2 separate regions of the Mus musculus genome follow, and region 1 is linked to region 2. Evidence: chromatin contacts called from public Hi-C data. All regions are on one chromosome and are shown on one strand. Each heading gives the region's core, a stretch centred on a gene start, on an enhancer-like site or on the middle of the called end of the contact. The rest is flanking DNA. Distances are from core to core; before and after follow the strand shown. Region 1 holds the start of Zranb2 (zinc finger, RAN-binding domain containing 2). Region 2 holds the start of Tbck (TBC1 domain containing kinase).

Region 1 (3,951 bases), core at 18-2,517, about 25 Mb after region 2:
GGTGTGGACAATTATCAGAATAAAATACATCCAAGAGCTTTCAAGTGAGATGATCAAGATGAATATAAGTATCAAAAGTGTTAGACATTAAAACCAAAGCAGTTTAATGATTTTTTTTTCTCCTGGATAAGAGCTATATGCGAGAAATATAAATGCCAGAACCCGTGTGCACAAATGTTCACGAGAGTTGATCAACAATGCCAAAACATAGATTTGGGTGTTAACTGTAAGAATATTTGCAAGAATATTTGCATGGGGGAGGGGGGAGCTAGAGAGATGGCTCAGTGGTTAAGAGCAGTGATTGCTCTTCCAGAGGTCCTGAGTTCAGTTCTCAGCAACCACATGGTGGCTTACAACCATCTGTAATGGGATCGGATGCTCTCTTCTGGTGTGTCTGAAGACAGCTACAGTGTACTCCTATAAATAAAATAAATAATCTTTTAAAAAGAATACTTGAATGCACGTTGTGACAAAGTGCAGGGTTTGGGGCTTAACTGTCACAAGAAAGAATTGTGAATATGCATGACTGAAATAAAAGTGAGCTACATGCAACTAACTGCAAACTCAGAAACTACGCGGAACTAAAAGCAACCCTCTGTCACAGTAAATTGTACCATTTCTCACTTTAAAAAATAAGCATACAGTATATGAACTAAATCTTTTATAAAGAACGAGAATAAACCCAAAGGGCCAGTGTTAAATCTGGGGAAAGGTAGTGAGTTGGGGTCAGAATTGTATCAATACTATTTCCTATTTCTAAAACCTTGGGGTGGCTCCTCTGTGTACAGGGCTTATCTCTCACACATATTAAATATTTTTAAAGCTAAGTTTTTAAGCAACAGCCCAAGAAGGAGAGATATCTCCCTTCATTAATATGACTTTTCCATCCAAATACTAAGCAGCCTAACTACACAAGCCAGGTGGAGCTAAAAGTGAGACCCTATGTTCTCACAGGAAAAAAAGTTTATCTTTTTGACGTGGCCTACAGAAGCCTGACAGAGGTTCCAAGTGGTATGTATGAAACAGTAATGTCCGGGGCAACCTGGTTTAATCCTCAGTCTCTGTCCAAAAATAAAAATAAAGTATCTTCTCCAAAGACTCGAGCCTCCCACCTTATTGCTCGCCCCAGTAAACCCTAGGCAACGCGCAAGCCCGTGGGCTATCGAGCCGCGCCGAGTCACTTCCGCCTCTGCGCCCTAGCCCCGCCCCGGAAACGGAAGCGCCTTTCTCTAGGGTCCTTCGGCCTGCGGAGAACTCGGCTGCGATGGCCGCCGGGCCGGGCTGTCCTCACAACGCCTGCTCAGGAGCTCGGTAAGGCCGAAGCGAAGCAGAGCCTCAGGACGGGCTGCTGGCTCCTGGGCGTCGTCTCCGCACCGCTGCTCCAGGCTCGCGGTCCGGCGGTGTGAGTTCTCCCCCACCCCAGGGAAGGGCGGGTCCGGCGGCGCGAGGACAGCCCGGCGCGAGGCCCCCGCGGCTCCGGTGGGGACGTCGCTGCGGGCGGCACTGCTGCTGGCGTCCAAGATGTCGACCAAGAATTTCCGAGTCAGTGACGGGGACTGGATCTGCCCTGACAAGAAGTGAGCGTGGCGGGATACCGTGGGACCTGGGGTGGCCGGGAGGTCCCTGTGAGGGCGGCGACGGGGTCGCGGCCTTTGTGGGGACGGCGGGGCGGTCGCTGCCGGCCTTGAGCGGTCGCGGGCGGCCCGCACGTGACCCCGCGCGGAGCTGAGCTCACGGTTCAGTGGCCCTGCTCCGAGCTCTGCCGGGGCCGCTCGCTGTCCCTCCCTCCCTCCGTCCCTCGCTCCCTCCCTGCGGCCGCCGTGCTTTCGGGCCTGCGATCCGTCCCCAGTGACTTGGCTTTTCTCATCCTCCTGCCGAGAGGCAGGAGGCCTGGGCACGTACGTGGCCGGGAAGCCGGTGTGCTCCGCTTATGGCCACAGAGATCGTTCTGAATAGGTGTCCCTATTTTTAAAGAAAAGTGATGTACCAGCTCGTGTTCTTGGAAAGCCAGAGTCAGAGCTGAAGGAAACCCGGGTTTACTCTTCTGTCTACTGCAGAGCGTCTAGCCTGAAGTACCTTTGCTAGAAAATACATTGCTCGACTACAGTTAACACCGAAATAACATGGGCAGTGTGTGGAGAGCAAGGAAATGATGTCACTCAGATCCACTTGGTTGGTATCAGACTGATATCAGGCTAAGCATACCAAGTCAGCAGACTAGAACCGAGATCCTCTTGGACTGTCACTGCAGGAACTGTGTGACACTTTGGAACCCTTCAGAGATTAAGACACCAGCCTCTCTGCCTTCTGTGTGACTCGTAGAAAACTGTGCTCTTGTGTTCTTACTGAAAGCACCCATGTATATTTTGGGAGGACCCTTCATTCAAAGTCCTGTACACCTAAACTCGGCAGAAACTAAATGTTATTTGTACTGAATATGTAAATCAAGGAGACAGTTTTCAGAATATATTTTCAGTTTTACTTGGAACGTGTGTATTTTTTTTTAACAGAAAAAGGGACCTTAAAGTTGTCTGGAGCCATTCAGTTTAGTGTTACACTTCCTTTCACTATTTTATCTCATTCATTGTTTTTTAATAGGGTGGTGGATTCTTTGTCGTTACTTATTTAAGCTTTAAATTGGAGTATCTAACTGCTTTAACAAATACTAAAGTAGTGCAAGTGTGTGAAAACTTAACTAGTTAATGTCATAAGGTTACACTTTTTTCTGTTGGTTGTGGTTTTGTTTTCTGTTCTTTAGTTTTAGATTTGATAAATACTATAATACTCAAATTTCTTTACAATTTAATTCTGTCTTTAGTTAATATATCAGTCTTTTCCTTATCATCGCACTTCCTACCTCTCAAAGAATGTTTCATCAATTCTCTGGAGTCCTTCTGTAACTGTTCATTCCTGATGGATCCATCCCTAGGATTTTGTGATTAATCTTTTCCTTTTAGACAGAGTTTCTCTATGGAACTCACAGAGATCTGTTTGCCTCTAGCTCACAAGTGCTGTAATTAAAGGCTTGTGCCACCACTGCCCAGCTTGAATTTTATGCTTCTAAAACTCATCACATTTATTACTTGTAACAAACAAGATGAAAGTTGATATTCCTTTTTTTTTTTTTAACTCTCTCTGGTATCTTGTCTAATTGTTATAGAAGAGTCTGACACTTTGGAACAAGAGACTTTTATGTAACTAATGATATACACCAGTCTGAAGATAGCAAGGTTTGGGTCCCAAAGTGGTTCCCACAGTAACTGTAAGCACAAGGTTGAGATTTTTACCCAGCTTTTCCTTCTCCCTGCTGGTGCTTATATTAACATAATGGGATAAGCTTGTTCTGCGTTCCAGGGTGTAGTGAGGACAGTTTAAAATGTAAACAGTTTAAGTATCTAGGAATTACTACTCTAAGTGCATCTCACTTTATTTGCAGGTGTGGAAATGTAAACTTTGCTAGGAGAACCAGCTGTAACAGATGTGGTCGAGGTGAGCGCTGACAGATAATTCTCTTAATACTGTATATGCAGATCATTTCTTTATTTCCCAGGATTTATATCGAGTTCTTGTCTGTTTGCAGAAAAGACAACTGAGGCCAAGATGATGAAAGCTGGGGGAACAGAAATAGGAAAGACACTGGCAGAGAAGAGCCGGGGCTTATTTAGTGCCAATGATTGGCAATGCAAAACGTATGTGCTTCAGATTGCTGTCTGTTACTGCAACAACATGATGAACTCTTGCTAATTATGTGACAAGATGCTATGCCATATTGATCCAAACATTCATTGGTCTTAGGCTAACTATAGTAAAAGGGAAATTTTAAGTGGTATCTTTCAGGGGTGTTACCAGTTGTTGCTGTGGTAGTGTGTAATGAGCTGATAACCAAAGGTCTGGGGGACATTGAAGACCTTGTGGTCTACTTTTTGTTGCTGAATAATTGCATGATTTGGG
Region 2 (3,690 bases), core at 232-2,731:
AGACACTGTTATGTTCCCTTTGAGGTAAAACAAAAGCCTCCTAACTGATCTCCTTTCTCACTTCTGCCCCCAGTCTAAGAGGGCTATGGAGTAACCCTCTTAAAACGAAGCTGGGTAACATTACTTGGCCTTGGAAAACCTTCTATGGCTTTCACTCCCCCTGATTAGCCCACACTCTCTGTCTGCATCATGAATCCCCTCTCTCAGTTCTGAGCCCACAGGCATTGGTCAGACCCCTTCATACTTTGGTAAGTTTCTGTTGCATGGCCTTCGCAATGGCTTGGCCTTATGACTGACTGTACTTCTTGAAGGTTTTCTCTATTGTTAATTCTATTTGTGTCACCTCCTTCCTAGAAAGCCATCTTTTCCTTGAGAACCTTCTCTGGCAACCATGTCAAATAATCTACCTTTTTTTTTTTATGGCTTAATACCTTTTCTGTGCAGTACTTATAATCTAAAATATTTAAGTATAAAATGCCAACACTAAAAAGCGTTTAGTGCTTGTTGCAGGGAACCCAAGCTCAGGGCCCAGCACTTACACAGGAGCACACAATCACAGGTAACTCCAGGTCCCAGGGGTCTGATGCTTTCTAGCCTCCGCGTTTACCTCCACACAAGTTTTGCACAAAAACTCACTCGGGCATGAACACATACCCATAAGTAAAACATATCAATATTAAAATACAGAGTGTTCACCTTACTTTTAATGCTGTACTTCAACAATAAGCCCTAGCCGAGAGGCAACGACTGGGATTTTTGTCCGTTTCGTTGACAGTCATTTCTACTTAGTTTATGGATCTTTACCCAATAACTAAACTGTTGCCGGGAGTATAGTGGTAGCTGGTGTTTCTAATATCTGTTGAAATCAAGGAATCTCCTTCTTCAACCCGTCCTCACGTACAAACACTGGAAATCCTTTGCACTCTCACTTAAAAGGAAACAAGGTAATGCATTCACCCCCTGCCTCCAGTAGCATGCTCTCCCTCGGCCACGTATTCATTGCCCAAACTAAGTTGAATCAAAAGGGGGCACGTGGGTGGAGGTTTTGACCGCGCTTCCCACTACTACACAGAAGGTCAGGTTCTTTTTCCCGGGTGAGAAAGGGAAGAACTCTGGATCGGGACACTCACATGAAGCGGTGACCCAACCGCAGCTCTTGAGCAGCCTCAGCCGGGAGAAGGAAGGGCCAGCCTCCCGCAGTCCCCGGCAGCGAGAAAGGACCCAGGAGGCTGTCCCTGATAAATGCCTGAGCGTTTCACAGTTTCACCGCTCATCGGCCGTCCGCTGCCTGCGCCAGCTCTCTCCCTGTACCACACTGAGCTCCCATCTCCCATTTCCTTCCTCCCTCCCTCCGATCTTCCCTCACTTCTTTCTCACTCGCTACATTTGGCTGTCTGTCTGGGCAAGGGACAGGCGGCCGGAAGTTTTGGGGTCTTCCCCCGGGGTTGCGTCTCGGCGATGTGACGTCATGAGCAGTGGCCGACCCGAGGCGGCGGCGGGGGAGGGGGTGCTGGGCGCTGTCAGTGGAGCGAGGTGCGCGCTCACCCTCGGGTTCTGAGCCGGGGACCCGGGAGGCCCGCGCGGACGGAGGCGTGTCGCTCCGGCTGTCACCTTCCCTAGGCGGCCTCTTGTAGACGCGCCTGAAATGCAGGACACGGCCCACTAAGCACTGCCAGGCATAGCTTCCGCGCTTAGGAGCTCAACCCCCCAATCTCTGCGTCCCCAGATTCAGGCAGGTATTCTGGTGTCGCCGCTTGCCTGGCGTTAGTGGGTGGGACTTGTGGGACAATCAGGTACTGTGAGTGACCCGGCCATTCTGCAGGAACCCATAGAACCAATCTGTGGAGCTGCTTGCTGTTGTGTTTGTCTCCAAACTTCCTTCTCCCTGAAGCCCAAGTTCACCGAGTCTTAGAAATGCAAATACGATTTTACTCTGGATAAAATCCACGTCTCCCCACTACCCCTCTTTTTTCCCCCCTTTTCTCCTCCTCCTCCTCTTCTTCTTCTACATTTTCGACTCACGTGAGTCATCTCCAATCTCTTTAAGAGTTTACATTGTGTCTTGTTCATTATAGGTGCAGGCCATGTTTGTGGTTTTCAGTGTTCTGGCTACAGAAACGTCAGACTTAACGTAGAAGTTTCAAAGTATTCCCTGAGTAAATTTTCCAAGCCAACTACCTGCCTACATGGCTTTCTCTTGTAATCTCTGACTTCATCGTTTTCATTTTTCACTCTCTTCTAGTTACCAAGTGTGAGCACCTGTGTGTGTGTGTGTGTGTCAATTTTTTGTTCGTGAGCTTCATGCACACCAGAGAGATAGACTGATACTGAAATTTGTTTTCTTGCTTGTGGTTTATCTTTTTGAGTCATAAACACTTGTCTGATTTTTCAGTTGTATGTTATTTAATGTCTATAACGGAAAATCTAATATATCATTGTAAAAGTTAAATATTAAAATGCTGAGGTTATGTCTCACCTTTCCTATGACTTCAAGCCTGCTATGTAGATATAACTTTCTGTAATTTTGCATCTACTCATTGAATAAGAAGTTAAGATTCAAGTAGACTTAAGCTAGCTCACAGTATCGACAAGATTCAGAATAGTGGTCATAACTATTTTCACATGAACTTTTGAGTATGTGTTTTGACTCCTCTATTATGATGAGAATAGCACTGGCTCTCTCCATTTATCACCAAGAAAACAAATTCGCCTGTGTTACCAAGTTTTCAGGTCCATTAATTCTGAAAGCCTATGGGAGACTTTATTTGGCTCCCAATGAACAGAGGAGCCTTGTGCTCTACAGGCTTCTTGTAGAGCAAGTCTGAGGTGTGCATTGGATATGAAGTGGTTTGCATCAAAACTTTTCGTAAAAACAGGATGGGCATAACCGATCTGTGGTGGAACTAATGTGTATATCCTTTTTATTATAAAGAGCACACATTAATTTCAATTGTCAAACCAGATTGAGGCAGTCTAGGGTTTCTCTCCTGGTCAGTCATCAAATGCATATGGCTATTAGTACTTGGCTTTTTATGTTTTGAAAGCAAGTAGTATCTTTAAACAAAAAGTTATGACTAATTAGCTGATGAAGTCTAGCAAATAGTGCTATCATTAATTCCTAGTGTAGTCTAGGGACACCTGCATTTTTTCCTTAGCAGGACTTTTACTTATACATTGTCAAAATTAGTCATAGTTCCTAAGTGTGTTGTTTAATCTATGTGCAGAAAAACAAATGTTCATGGTAGTAGGGATTTATAATTACTTTTCAGTGCAAACCCACACAGTGTGCTAGGTCACATTTTTTCCTTCCCTCAATGTCATGACCATGGACCTTTTTGTAATATCAAAGATAATTCAGGTTCATTCTTTCCCTCCAATGGTAAGTGTGCTTGATTTAGTAGATTGTGTGTTTAGATATATTTTTAACCTTTCTCCTTTTCAAACCCCCTTCCTCTGTTTTTGCCTTTTGGTTTCTCTTTGGAGAAAGCATGCATCCCCTTCTATGGCTACGTGGCCCTGCAAGGTGGTGCATGTGTGTAAGCAAGTCCCGGGGAGGTGAAGGCAGGGGGTTAGGAGTTCAAGGCCAGCCTGGGCTAGGTGAGGACCCTGTACAAAGCAGAACAGCAAAGCAACAGCACACCCCTCCTCAGTTGCAGGGATAATTGAATGGGAAGATGAAATCTTCTAACT

The links. Hi-C and Micro-C count contacts between places; a contact is called where the count stands out from the background.
Region 1: a Hi-C map of CD4 T cells shows a contact between it and region 2, with 7 times the contacts expected there. The contact joins the promoter of Zranb2 here to the promoter of Tbck in region 2. A contact is called at or near these places in 1 of 39 promoter capture datasets (pre-B cells) and 1 of 484 Hi-C or Micro-C datasets (CD4 T cells).

What each region holds. Positions count from the first base shown.
Region 1 is chr3:157,532,898-157,536,848 of GRCm38.p6, forward strand. It overlaps Zranb2 (zinc finger, RAN-binding domain containing 2), which reads left to right and starts at 1,268. Exons shown (of 10, transcript NM_017381.3): 1 at 1,268-1,577; 2 at 3,437-3,489; 3 at 3,581-3,689. The coding sequence starts at 1,522. 4930592C13Rik (RIKEN cDNA 4930592C13 gene) reads right to left here and starts at 1,193. Exons shown (of 2, transcript NR_152231.1): 1 at 1,113-1,193.
Region 2 is chr3:132,682,663-132,686,352 of GRCm38.p6, forward strand. Tbck (TBC1 domain containing kinase) reads left to right here and starts at 1,482. Exons shown (of 26, transcript NM_001163455.2): 1 at 1,482-1,732. It overlaps Aimp1 (aminoacyl tRNA synthetase complex-interacting multifunctional protein 1), which reads right to left and starts at 1,217. Exons shown (of 7, transcript NM_007926.2): 1 at 1,131-1,217. The coding sequence starts at 1,132.